3 separate regions of the Sus scrofa genome follow, and regions 1 and 2 are each linked to region 3. The links are chromatin contacts, called in public Hi-C and HiChIP or PLAC-seq maps. All regions are on one chromosome and are shown on one strand. Each heading gives the region's core, a stretch centred on a gene start, on an enhancer-like site or on the middle of the called end of the contact. The rest is flanking DNA. Distances are from core to core; before and after follow the strand shown. Region 1 holds the start of TMEM161A (transmembrane protein 161A). Region 2 holds the start of NDUFA13 (NADH:ubiquinone oxidoreductase subunit A13). Region 3 holds the start of MAU2 (MAU2 chromatid cohesion factor homolog).

Region 1 (4,103 bases), core at 391-2,890, 150 kb after region 3:
ACACGCACATGTGCTAATAAACAAGACAAAAACACCCACAGAGACAAGGCAATCAACAATACAGGATCTACTCACAGGCCCCATAAAGACTCTCAGACATTTTTTTTTTTTTTGTCTTTTTGCCTTTTTCCAGTGCCACTTCCCACGGTAGATAGAGGTTCCCAGGCTAGGGGTCTAATTGGAGCTGTAGCCACTGGCCTACACCACAGTCACAGCAACGCAGGATCTGAGCTGCACCTGCGACCTGCACCACAGCTCATGGCAACGCCGGATCCTTAACCCACTGAGCAAGGCCAGGGATTGAACCTGCAACCTCATGGTTCCTAGTCGGATTCGTTAACCACTGTGCCACAATGGGAACACAAAGACTCTCAGACATTTAGTCAAACGCATACAATATGTCCAGATTTGGAGTTCCCATCATGGCTTAGTGGTTAATGAATCCGACTAGGAACCATGAGGTTGTGGGTTTGATCCCTGGCCTTGATCAGTGGGTTAAGGATCCGGCGTAGCCATGAGCTGTGGTATAGCTTGTAGACGCAGCTCAGATCTGGCATTGCTGTGGTTCTGGTGTAGGCAGGCGTCTACAGCTCCGATTAGACCCCTAGCCTGGGAACCTCCATATGCCACGAGAGCAGCCCCAGAAAAGACAAAAAATAAATAAATAAATAAATAAATTTTTGTTAATTGGCTGCACCCAAGTCATATAGTTTCCTGAGCCAGGGATCAAACCTGAGCCACAGCAGTAACCAGAGCCACAGCAGTGACAATGCCAGATCTTTAACCCTCTGAGCCACCTGGAAACTCCAGTTTTCTGTTACATGAGCCAAAATTTTCCCTTTTGCTGGAGACTTTTTAAGTTGGATTTTTTCTTCCCCCTTGAAACCAGAGTTCTGGCTGATGGAAATGAAAAAGGCTTTTGCCAGGTGAAAAACAATGAGAAAGGAGCCACTCCAAGATGGAAGATGGCATTTACAGAGGACTGGAGATGTGAGAAAGCATAGATGGTGGCTAGCTGTATTATCTGCATGTAATAGCGTTGGCAGTAGATTGCAGGCAGGCAGAGGGGTCTGAATTCAGTTTGAACAACTGGGAGTCTATTCAGTGGGAGCCACCGAATTCTTTTTTCTTTTTTAACAGCTGAGCCTGAGGCATATGGAAGTTTCCAGGTTGGGGGTCTATTCAGAGCTGCTGCAGTTGGGGGCCTGTGCCACAGCAAGGGTGGAGTCCTAGCCACGTCTGCGACTTGTCAGTAGCTTGCGGCAACGGGCAAGGATCCTAAACCCACTGAGTGAGGCAAGGGATCAAAGCTCCATCCTCAGGGACACTATGCTGGGTTCTTAAGCCACAGAGCCACAACTGGAACTCTTTTTTTTTTTTTTTTTTTTGCCACCAGATGTTCTTAATCAAGGGAGTTCTGCAGTACGTGGGTAAATGAGTGTATTCGCCTCAGACTTGCTAAATACGTGCAGGTGAGGAAATTGAGTTTTAGAGACAGCGGCCACACAGGGGTCGCAGAGACAGTCTGGACTCAACCTCTGCCTAAGCTCACCGAGCGCCTTCGAACTACAACTTCCGACATGCAACGCGAGCGACTCCTTGTCCCTAGTGATTTGCCCCGGCTCCAAGCGTGATGATTGGTTGGATGGGCTGCTTGTCATACCAAAGTAGTGTTCTGAATGGCCGAGTTCCGCAAGGAGCTCGGAGCTTCAGGCCCGTGGGTCCCAGCACCGCGCTCCCGCCGGCAACATGGTGAGCCGGCATCTCCTAGCATGGGGGGCGCCCTGAGGGCCTGGGATTCCGCCAAGGGGATCCCGGGAGACATTGAGGAGACGGGGAACCTTTTGTGGGGGTTGAGTGCTTTGAGGAACTCTGGGTCGCGCTGAGGGCCATGTGTCCCTCTTTGGAGTCAGGATCTCGCTACGGGACCTATGAAGGGTTCGGGGATTGTGCAAGGAGACTTGAAGGCTCTGAGCAATTCTGGGCTTCTGACGAGTCCCTGGGGGGGCCCTCTAGGAGACTGGTTCTGCTGAGGGTTCGTCCATGGAAGGTACTGGGGATCTGAACACATTCAGAGCCCCTCGAGGGAGATCTTGGGTCCTGCTGGGCCCACTCTGGGGATGTTGTCCTGTGGGAGCTGTGGGGGCCGCGCTGACAGGGTCCATCGGGGGTACCTACTCGTATGAGGTGTGCAGAAGGACCAGGGAGAATCCTTAGAGGAGGGGGCCATGACAAGGGGCTCTGGCTTCAGAGTAGGTGAGGATCCCAGAATTGGAGACATCACATTTGAAACCCTCAGGTCTCACGCAGTTCTGGGTCCAACCCATTGCGTTTATTCTTCAAGCTTAGCCTGGCCCCTGTGGGCTGGGCTGGTGCCAGAAGAGGGAGGAACCGCCCCCCCCCCCAACCTCCCCGCCCCAACCCCGAGTTTGGACTGGACAGAGGGAAAGATAGGCTGGAGGGGTGGGAAGGCAGCTTCATCTTGGTTGGGTTGGGGGTGGGCGTCCCAGAGAAGGGACGTTTTAGGTGGGTCTGAAGTAAGAGCATTGATGGAACTGGTTGATGAAAATGGATGATGTTCCAGGCCTGGGTTCTGGACGCTGTGAACGGTGAGAGGAAGGGCTCTCAGAAACGGAATGGAGGAAAGTCACATTGATGTTACTTGGCAAGATTCTGGGATCATAGGTCCATTGAAGGGGCTTTAAACAGGGAAGGGACATGGGCTGATGGGAGGTTCCAGAGATTTTTGGAGATCTGCAGAGCGTGGACCCAAGACTGGAGGCTAATGGGGGTGGCCCTGGATAGACCTCTGGAGCCTAGGTGGAGGAATGAATGCCTGCCTTCCCCCTTCCCTTCTCATACTCCTTCATCCTAACATCCATCCTTCTGAAGCCTCTACTTCTCCCTCCTTTTTCTCCCTCTCCTTCCTACCGTCCTTCCTCTCCTAGGTATTGGGACCGCAGTTTGAACCATAGGTCTCCTCCTTGGGAAGGTGTCGGAGAGTAATGGGGTCAGTGATGGAGAACTGGGGGCCCTGGAGGGCCTCTGAGGGGGGCTGCTGGGGGTTGGGGGAGAGCGCAGGGCAATGAGGCAGGGTGGTCCTGAGCTGGGTCCGCGGGGCCTTGAGGGCTGAGGAGCGGAGTTGGACATTTACTATGAGACTGGGAAGGACCTGGGCTGCCTGGAGGAGCCCACAGTCATGCCCACGGGAGTGATGGGTGGGTGCTGGGGCCTCCGGGGAAGGGGCTGGAGGAGGCATGGTCTTCCAGCTCAGCAGAGAGGTCTGAACTGGAGGTGCTGTTGGGCTGGAGTCGTGCTGGGCTGGGTCGGTGGTGAAAACCCTGCCAAGGCACAGGTCACAAGAGAGAGGCACCTGGAGAGCAGCTGGTGGGTTTCCGGGGGCGGGGGAGGGGAGAGTAGAGGAGGGGTCCTAAGAGGAAGGGCGGGGCCACTTAGAAGGTCCTCCCACTGGGCTTGGAGGGGCCCAACCTCCATTAGTGCTATTGGTCATTAATGGCTGCTAGCCAGTCTGCACTTGGATGGGAGGGAGGCTGAGTAGAGGTCAGAAAGATGACAGCCCAGCCTCCTTACTGGAAAAATGATCCCGTTCTCAGTTTACAAGTCATAGGCAGAGCGAAAATATCCTTCTAGTCAGTTATTTTAACGATAGATTGATTTCTCAGCAGTCATTCTGAATTACAGCGCTAGGCCTGAGAGCCCTAGAGCTTTTCTTTTTTTTTTCGTTTTTTTTTAGGGCGGCATCTGCACATTTGGAAGTTCCCAGGCTAGGGGTTGAATCAGAGCTGCAGCTGCTGACCTACACCACAGCCACAGCAACACGGGATCCGAGCCGCATCTGCGATCTACACCAAAGCTCAGGACAACGCTGGATCTGTAACCCACTGAGCAGGGCCAGGGATTGAACCCACATCCTCATGGTTGGGTTCATAACTACTGAGCCACACCGGGGAACTCCAAGCTTTTCCTATTAAAGTTAGCTTATTTTTGACTGATTAAAGGATAATCTTAATAATTAGTTTTAATATTAACGTAATCTTTATTTCATTTTAGTTGTTAATTATAATGCCACAATACTAGCAGAC
Region 2 (3,876 bases), core at 162-2,661, 160 kb before region 3:
TCCAACTAGGAACCATGAGGCTGCGGGTTCGATCCCTGCCCTTGCTCAGCGGGTTAAGGATCTGGCATTGCCATGAGCTGTGGTGAGGGTCGCAGACACGGCTTGGATCTCACATTGCTGTGGCTCTGGTGCAGGCCAGTGGCTACAGCTCCGATTAGACCCCTAGCCTGGGAATCTCCATATGCCACAGGTGTGGCCCTAAAAGACAAAAGACAAAAAAAAAAAAAAAAAAAAGTATACATGTATAGACAAACCTCATGCCACACACTCAAGGGGTGTACTGGCTTGTTGAGTTCCCATGTGGTGCGAATTGAGTGCCCATGTGGTGCCAAACCTAGCCTGTAACCTATTTTTCTATAGCCCTCTGGCTAGGAACACTTGGGTTTGTAAAGCTGTAAAGCAGTAAAGCAGTAGCAGCAAAGACCACCTGGCCAGCAAAGCATGAAATATTTATCTGGCTCTTTACATAAAAAGTTTGTCAACCTTGGTTCCACATTACAAAAAAGCCAAGAAAGGGCAGAGAAGGACTTGAGTACATGAATTTTTCACTATCTGAATTAGAACTTTTTTTGCCTATGAATTTTTTTGCCTTTTAATTGAGGCAAAATGTGCACAGGACGCACTTTTAAATGTAAAGTTCAATGAGTTACAACAAAGTATTCTTAACTCTTCTTTACATTTTCTGTATTTCTCCGTTAATCCTGAGTGCAGAGTATGGGTGCCTTTTACTTTCTCTCTTACATTTTACCCAACAAAAAATTTTAAGGATGCATATTCCTGGGATATCCTGCAGGTGGGGCCCCCAGCGAGGAACCACCGCACAGAACATCTTTAAAATTCCCTCAGTATTCCGGGTTTCAGCCCCAGCTTTGCTCTGGATGGCCCTGGTGGGAGGTCACATCCTCTCTCGGGTCTGTTTCCCCACCAGTGAACCGAGAGCGTGGCGGAAGGCTCTCCGCACGGGTTAAAAAATTAATCTGTTTAATTACGAAGTGGGAATAATTAACAGGACTGGCCTCCTGGGCTGTTAACGAGAAAGATGTAAAGGGCTTGGTAAACGCTCGAACAAACTGCAGCAGTTGTTCTTAATGTCACTAGTGAAGGTATCTGGGATCCCGGGGAAAAAGCAGGCGCGCTAGACTCCCCGCGTCCCAACCCCGCCGCGGCGCCCAGAGGGCCTAGACCCTGACACCCCGGCACAGGACGACACTGACCCGACAGTCCTCGACGTGGGAGGTTCCGCTTGTAGTCGATAGGGCCATAGCCCCCTGGTGGGGGCATGTCCTGCTTCACCTTCGATGCCGCCATACTTGCAGTACCTTGCACTTCCGGTCGGGAAAGGAAGTTACACAACGTATGCCTCCACCATAAGGAGCGTGGCGGAAGCTGCCGCGCAGGTCTAGGACCTAGCCGGGAAACCTGGCGCTCTGCTGCACCTACCCCAGCGCGTGGTAAAGCTCCGGCAGCTGGGCGGGACAATGACTGTGCCGCCTAGCTGCAGCCAAAGAGTATCGGCTCCCAAATAGGGCGTGGCTCAATCAATGTCAACGCCCTCAACAGGCTAGGGCGCCAGGGTCTTTGCACCAAAGCACTTCCCATTCACCTTCCCTATGAGACGACGTGCAGACCAGACAATCCCCAAGCGCCGGATGGAGCCAGGTCTCTTTCCCATTTTCTCCCCTTGGGGGGCCTCCTCAGGGTCTGGGCTGGGCACATGAAGTTGGGGGTCGGCTGCTCCTCAGCTTCGGACGCCATGAGCTGCCCCAATCCTGGGCACGGATTCCACTTCTAGTGGTAGGGACCCCTTGATAGTGTCCTCTCATCAGGAACTGAACCATTCGGAGCGATTATGAGTCACAAAGCCCTACGGTCTTAGGGAGCACCACAGGACAGGGTCTGGGGGCCCCCACCCCGAGGCGGGGTGACGCCCGCAGTCACTTCACAAGGCAGAAATTGTTACCTGGGCAATAAAAGGCACCGCGGCGGCGGGGGCCCGGGAGTGGGCACATGGGGGTGCGGGTGTGCAGGTGCCAAGCGCCATGGGTTAGGCCCGAGATCGGAGTCCGGCCGCCCCCCGACAGCAGCCGTCTCCTGCTCCCCACGCGCCCCAGGCGCCACCATGTCGGGCGACAAACTTCTGAGCGAACTCGGCTATAAGCTGGGCCGCACAATAGGCGAGGGCAGTTATTCCAAGGTAAAGGTGGCTACATCCAAGAAGTACAAGGGCACAGTGGCCATCAAGGTGGTGGACCGGCGGCGCGCGCCGCCCGACTTCGTCAACAAGTTCCTGCCACGAGAGCTGTCCATCCTTCGGGGCGTGCGGCACCCGCACATCGTGCACGTCTTCGAGTTCATCGAGGTGTGCAACGGGAAGCTGTACATCGTGATGGAGGCGGCCGCCACCGACCTACTGCAGGCCGTGCAGCGCAACGGGCGCATCCCAGGGGGGCAGGCGCGCGACCTCTTCGCGCAGATCGCCGGTGCTGTGCGCTACCTGCACGACCACCACCTGGTGCACCGCGACCTCAAGTGCGAAAACGTGCTGCTGAGCCCTGATGAGCGCCGCGTCAAGCTTACCGACTTCGGCTTCGGCCGACAGGCGCACGGCTACCCGGATCTAAGCACCACATATTGCGGCTCAGCCGCCTACGCATCGCCCGAGGTACTCCTGGGCATCCCCTACGACCCCAAGAAGTACGACGTGTGGAGCTTGGGCGTCGTGCTCTACGTCATGGTCACCGGGTGTATGCCCTTTGACGACTCCGATATCGCTGGCCTGCCCAGGCGCCAGAAGCGCGGCGTTCTCTACCCTGACGGCCTCGAGCTGTCCGAACGCTGCAAGGCCCTGATCGCCGAGTTGCTGCAGTTCAGCCCGTCGGCTAGGCCCTCCGCCGGCCAAGTAGCGCGCAACGGCTGGCTGCGTGCTGGGGACTCCGGCTAGAAGCCGGGGTTCCCACTATTCCCGCTGCCCCGAGCACTGCGCAAGCGCAGCGTACGCGCAAGAAGCGCGCTTCCGGAGTTCTGCGAAGCCGCCGCGCACCGCTGCGCACGCGCCCTTCCCCTCATCCCAATTCTTTCGATGCCGGGGGCCTCGGTGGCCCTTGTTCGGAATCTAGCTCCTCCTCCACAATCCCAAGAGCGGGAGGGCTCATGCCCTTCCTCTATACCCCAAGAGAAGCCCAGAGAGGGACCCGGACAAGAGGAGAGAGAAATTTTGCGCCATGCGGAATGAGCGACGGCTACGCGAGGGACGGTGCCTGCTTAGAGCAACTGCTGGCGAGCGGTCGTCCGCGGAGAGCCTCGGTCCCCAGCCAGACGCGCATGCCAGTGAGGGAGGGCGCGCTGCAGGTGCTGCCTCCCTTGGAATTTGCAATAAACTCGCTCTTTCTAGCACCTGGCTCTAGCAATGGCCCGCTTTTATGGAGCTTAGCGGGAGGGGATCCCTCCCCGGGGACAGGCTTTCTATTTTAGGAAAAGGCTTGTGGAGGTTCTTGCTCTAAGAAAAAAGGAGTTGGGAGGATTTGAACCCCCGCCTTTTGGGCTTCCCACCTTAGGCAGACTTGAAGGGGCTTTGGAATCATCTCCAGTGTGACGATGGTCCTGGGAATGGAGATGATGAACTGGGAAGCAAAAGGACCCCAGCACCCTTTTGGTGTTTAAGGGTGGACCGGCGAGGGATAGGGGCCGCCTGTCTCTACAGAAACTGAGCATTTCCAAAAGAGGAAATTGAGGCCCAGACAGGTATCACTTGCCCAAGAACAGCTGAGATTTGCACCCGGATGTGTAAGAAGTGCGGCAGGGAGGTGGAGGAAGCTCTCCTTAGTGAGGGCCCCTTGTTTGGTGAGGGTAGAAGTCTGTTGTTTGTTTGTTTGTTTG
Region 3 (4,185 bases), core at 571-3,070:
TACTCTAAAGGATTGAACTGATACTCTGAGTGGTTCTCAAGGCTTGCTCCCCAACCTCATTCAGGCCTCTATTCAACTGTTACTCCTACAAATAGAGACTCCATTACTACTGTGCCACAAATAGCTCCCCATCAACTCCCACCTTCACCCTGGTCCACATTTTCCATGGTTCTTCTATCACTCCTTAACCTTTTACGAGACATTCATTATTTGTCTCCCTCACAAAACATGGCTTACATGGGCAAGGGCTGTTTCAGTCATCTGATTCCCAGCAGCTAGAATAGGGCTTTGCACCTGGTGTGAGCTGACTAAATATCTGCTGAATTAATGAAAGAAAAAAACTCACAAAAACAACAATGATTTGTTACCTAGGCATGGAAACTGGTGATCTCAAGCCTAGGTTTGAGCCCAGTTTTGTTAATAATTTGCTTTGTGGCTTTGGGCAAATCATTTCACCTCTCTGGGACTATACTGTCTCATTTCTGAAACAAGGAAGTAGACCATGCAAAGACTAAAGTCCCTTTCCAACTCTTTACAGTCTGCAAAACAAAGATCTGATTATTCTCCTGAAGGCAACTTGTTACTAATTATAGGTGGTTTCAGATTTATCTCAGATGAAGAAATTTCTCTGAATTGAAGTTAATTCTATTCAAGAAATCTCTCCTTTAAGCAGAATAAAACTGGGTAAATGTTAAATGGAGACATGAACTGACAGGAGCTAAGAAGTGTTGCTGTGGGAAGAAACCACAGCCAGAAAGGGCAGAATGACAGCCACTTTTCCACATTCTTTGAGGTACCAAGATCCCAAAAATCAACATGGGGAGATGGGGCCTGCTCTCTGAAGGGGATGGACTAGTGAATGGTGGGGAAAAGAGGAGTCACCAGTGGATATGGCAAAAGCAGGAGGCCCCAGCCCTGGAATCAAGACATCCCTCCCTCAGTTTTGCCTCCTTCTAGGACTTCAAATGAGCAACTCTAGGCTCTGAGCCTCTGCCTCCCACCTATGACTCTCCTCATCAATGATGTGGGGCACAATAACCTCCAGACCCTTCTCAGACATGCGTGTCCTGAGAGAGGATGCCTTCCTAGATTTCTTCAGAGACCTAACTTCAGACTCTCAAGGGATGCCTGGACTGTCACCTGGACCTGAGTCACCTCAGAAGGGCCGGCCTGGAGGCATCCCCATAGGTGCTATCTTGAAAACCTTAAGAATTTGGGGACCCTGTTGCTTCTAAAAGAGACAGCTGTCGGAGTACTCGGAGCAGGGTCCTAGGCCTCTGCCTGTCACCAGACACTTTAAGTAAGGTACGGGACGAGGCCCTCGGGTCCCCTGAGAGGCTGACGTCTTCGGGGTCTTGCTGCTTGTGCGGAAGTCACGCCTCAGGCCCCCGAGAAGTGACCCAGGCGTCCCCGCACGCCAGGGTCGCGACCCGTCAGCCCAAGCACGGAAAGGAGCCCCGCGCCTCCTCCCTCGCGGCCCGGCCCGCGCTCACCGCCTTCTCTAGGTGGCTGCGCGCCTGCTCGCTGTTCTTGGTGTGGTGGTAGAGCACAGAGCCGAGCTGCAGGTGCGTCCGGGCCTCGATGCGCTGCGGCGGCTTGAAGGGGAACACGGCCTGCAGGCAGTGAACACACAGGCGGATCTTAGGCGGACTGGAAGTGCGGAAGTGCTCGGCGAAGCCCAGAAGAGCCAGGTACCACGACTCGGCCGCTTCGGCCTGCGCTGCCTGGGCTGCCGCCGCCTGGGCCGCCGCAGCCGCCTGAGCCGCCATTTTGGCTCCACAACAACAAGCCGCCGCCACAGGGAGGCGGAAGCAGGCGCGTGGGGCGGGGCCGGGCGCTCCTCGCGTCTCTCGCGAGAGCCGCTGTACAAAGCAACCTGGAACATGTAGTTTGTATTTGGAGTGGCCGTGGCTCCGAGAAAGTCTGAGAAAAGGCGACACCTTCTGTTCCTCAGGACTGAGACCGGAGTGTGTCTATGGACTGAAGTTTGCATTCCTGGCGGGAAAACCCTCAGGTGTCCAAGGAATGGCAGGGCATGGCTTGCCGATATGGACTACATCTCCCATCAGGCAATGCGCACTATAACTGGCCCCCCTCCGGTGGCGCCCGAGCATTGTGGGATTGGATGAGTCTCAAGATGGACAACCGGGATGTTGCAGGTAACAGCCCCCGCCTCCCCTCAGGCGTTCGCCTGAATCCTCCGGCTACGCGTCTTAGCTTCGCCCTCCTCTCCGGCCTGCTAAACTCACTGGCCTTTAGCCTCAGCATGTAGACAGCCGGAAGCGGCGGCTTCTGCACCACCCCCGTCTGCCGAGATCCAAGACCTAGTTGCTACCTACCCCCACCCCCACCCCCGCTGATTTGCTGAGAACGCCGGCTTTCCTTAAAAGCCGTCACCGGGATCTGCCCTGTGCCGCTTTTCCGATATAACCACCCTCAGGGCTGCTGCAAGCTCAGCTCCCCGAGCCAGCGGCAACCTTGGATTGTCCTGCTCCTCTCTCTTAGCAGCTCCCGCCTGGCCTGTATCCCACTTTCTGAAGAAGCTGCCTGAACACTTTCGTGCATCTTTCGAGCCCCCAGTTTACCACAAGCCTTGTCTTTCCTTGTCTACCCACCTAGACTGAGGTGCATTCAGCAGATATTCATTGTACTAGGCACTGTACTAGGTAGAGAGGATGCAATGGTAACCAAAACAGGGCCTTGCCTTCCTGAAGGTTACTTTCTCTTGGGGCGTCGGACAATGCACCAAAGAAGAAATATTTACAGAGACTGAATTATGATGATGTGAGGCAGTGGAGGTGGAGGCTGCTGATATGGGTAGTCAAGGAAACCTTTCTGAGTAGAAGATAATTAAAATAAGAAGATGCCAGTTGTAGGAGGACCTGCAGGGTAGAGGGAGACAGCAAGTGCCAAGGCTTCCAGGGCTTGCTATTTAATGAGTGTCAGGGGGAGTTCCTGTTGTGGCTCAGTGGGTTAAGAATCTGATGTTGTCTCCCTGAGAATGCAGGTTAGATCCCCGCCCTTGCTCCGTGGGCTCCAGTGCTGCTGCACTGTAGGTCACAGATGCAGCTAGGATCCCATGTGGCTGTGGCTGTGGTGTGGGTCAACAGCTGCAGCTCGGATTTGACCCTTAGCCCAGGAACTTCCATGCACTGCAGGTGCAGCCCTAAAAAAAAAAAAAAAAAAAAAAGTGTTAGGAATGAAGTGGAAGTGGGGAGGGGAGCCATCTCTGATAGGGCCTTGAAAATCTGCTTTCAGAATTTGGATTTTATTTTTATTTTGAGTCCCATGGGGAACCTTTGTGATGTCGTCTTCATCTGCACAGCTACCACTCTTCTGAAAACAGCATTGTCTTTTTTTGGGGGATGGGGTCTTTTTTTAGAGCTGTACCTACTGCATATGGAAGTTCCCAGGCTAAGGGTCAAATCAGAGCTGTAACTCCTAGCCTACACCACAACAATGCAGGATCTTTAACCTACTGAGTGAGGCCAGGGATCGAACCCAAGTCCTCATGGATACTAGTTGGGTTTGTTGCCACTGAGCCACAATGGGAACCCCCAACACCATTGTCTTTTGCTTGGAGTAAGTAAGCCTCTTCTTTGGTGTCCTTCCTGCCTATGAGTCTATGTCCATTGCGTAGGCAGAATGTCTAAAAAATAAAAGTAGCCATTGGATCTTGTCAGCTTAATACTCGCTGGTCACTTCCTAAAGCCCTTTCAGTAAAACCCAGACTTCCTATCTCCACCCCTACCCCCACCCCCCACTACCCCCACCCCTAGAATCATCGATTTAGGCCACATTGGACCCTTGCTGGTCCTTGAATGCACCAGGCTTCTTCCAGCTTGGGGTTTTGCATCTGCTGCGTAAGGAAGTTCCTGGCCAGGGATGGAACCCAAGCCGCTGCAGTGACAGTACTGGATCCTTAACTCCATATGCCACAAGAGAACTGCATCTCTTTTTAATATGCCCAGATCACTGTACTTGTGGCTTTTCAGGAAGCTGGCTTTTTATCTTTTTGGTTTTGGCTTAAATGTTGCCTCTTCTAACTTTTGTTTTTTTTTTTTTTTTTTTTTCCTGCCTGTCCCAGCACCTATATAGGTGCTCCTCTATTATTCTTTCTCACCTTTTTGGTTTTCAGCAGAGAGCTTTTATCAGGATTTTGGAGCTACTTTTTATGTCAAAAGT

The links. Hi-C and Micro-C count contacts between places; a contact is called where the count stands out from the background. HiChIP or PLAC-seq counts read pairs in DNA pulled down with a chosen protein or histone mark.
Region 1: a contact with region 3 is called in a Hi-C map of skeletal muscle, with 4 times the contacts expected there. The contact joins the promoter of TMEM161A here to the promoter of MAU2 in region 3. A contact is called at or near these places in 3 of 5 promoter capture datasets (fetal liver, fetal skeletal muscle and liver), 9 of 47 Hi-C or Micro-C datasets (embryonic fibroblasts, fetal heart ventricle, heart right ventricle and 3 more) and 2 of 2 datasets of contacts at active chromatin or transcription factors (alveolar macrophages and skeletal muscle).
Region 2: an H3K27ac HiChIP or PLAC-seq map of alveolar macrophages shows a contact between it and region 3. The contact joins the promoter of NDUFA13 here to the promoter of MAU2 in region 3.

The regions. Positions count from the first base shown.
Region 1 is chr2:58,727,098-58,731,200 of Sscrofa11.1, forward strand. TMEM161A (transmembrane protein 161A) reads left to right here and starts at 1,641. Exons shown (of 12, transcript XM_021083443.1): 1 at 1,641-1,752. The coding sequence starts at 1,750.
Region 2 is chr2:58,409,003-58,412,878 of Sscrofa11.1, forward strand. NDUFA13 (NADH:ubiquinone oxidoreductase subunit A13) reads right to left here and starts at 1,412. Exons shown (of 5, transcript NM_001244646.1): 1 at 1,215-1,412. The coding sequence starts at 1,308. It overlaps TSSK6 (testis specific serine kinase 6), which reads left to right and starts at 2,120. Exons shown (of 1, transcript NM_001287411.1): 1 at 2,120-2,941. The coding sequence starts at 2,120. The coding sequence ends at 2,941.
Region 3 is chr2:58,572,428-58,576,612 of Sscrofa11.1, forward strand. MAU2 (MAU2 chromatid cohesion factor homolog) reads right to left here and starts at 1,821. Exons shown (of 19, transcript XM_021083430.1): 1 at 1,494-1,821. The coding sequence starts at 1,769. It overlaps SUGP1 (SURP and G-patch domain-containing protein 1), which reads left to right and starts at 2,007. Exons shown (of 15, transcript XM_021083429.1): 1 at 2,007-2,159. The coding sequence starts at 2,036.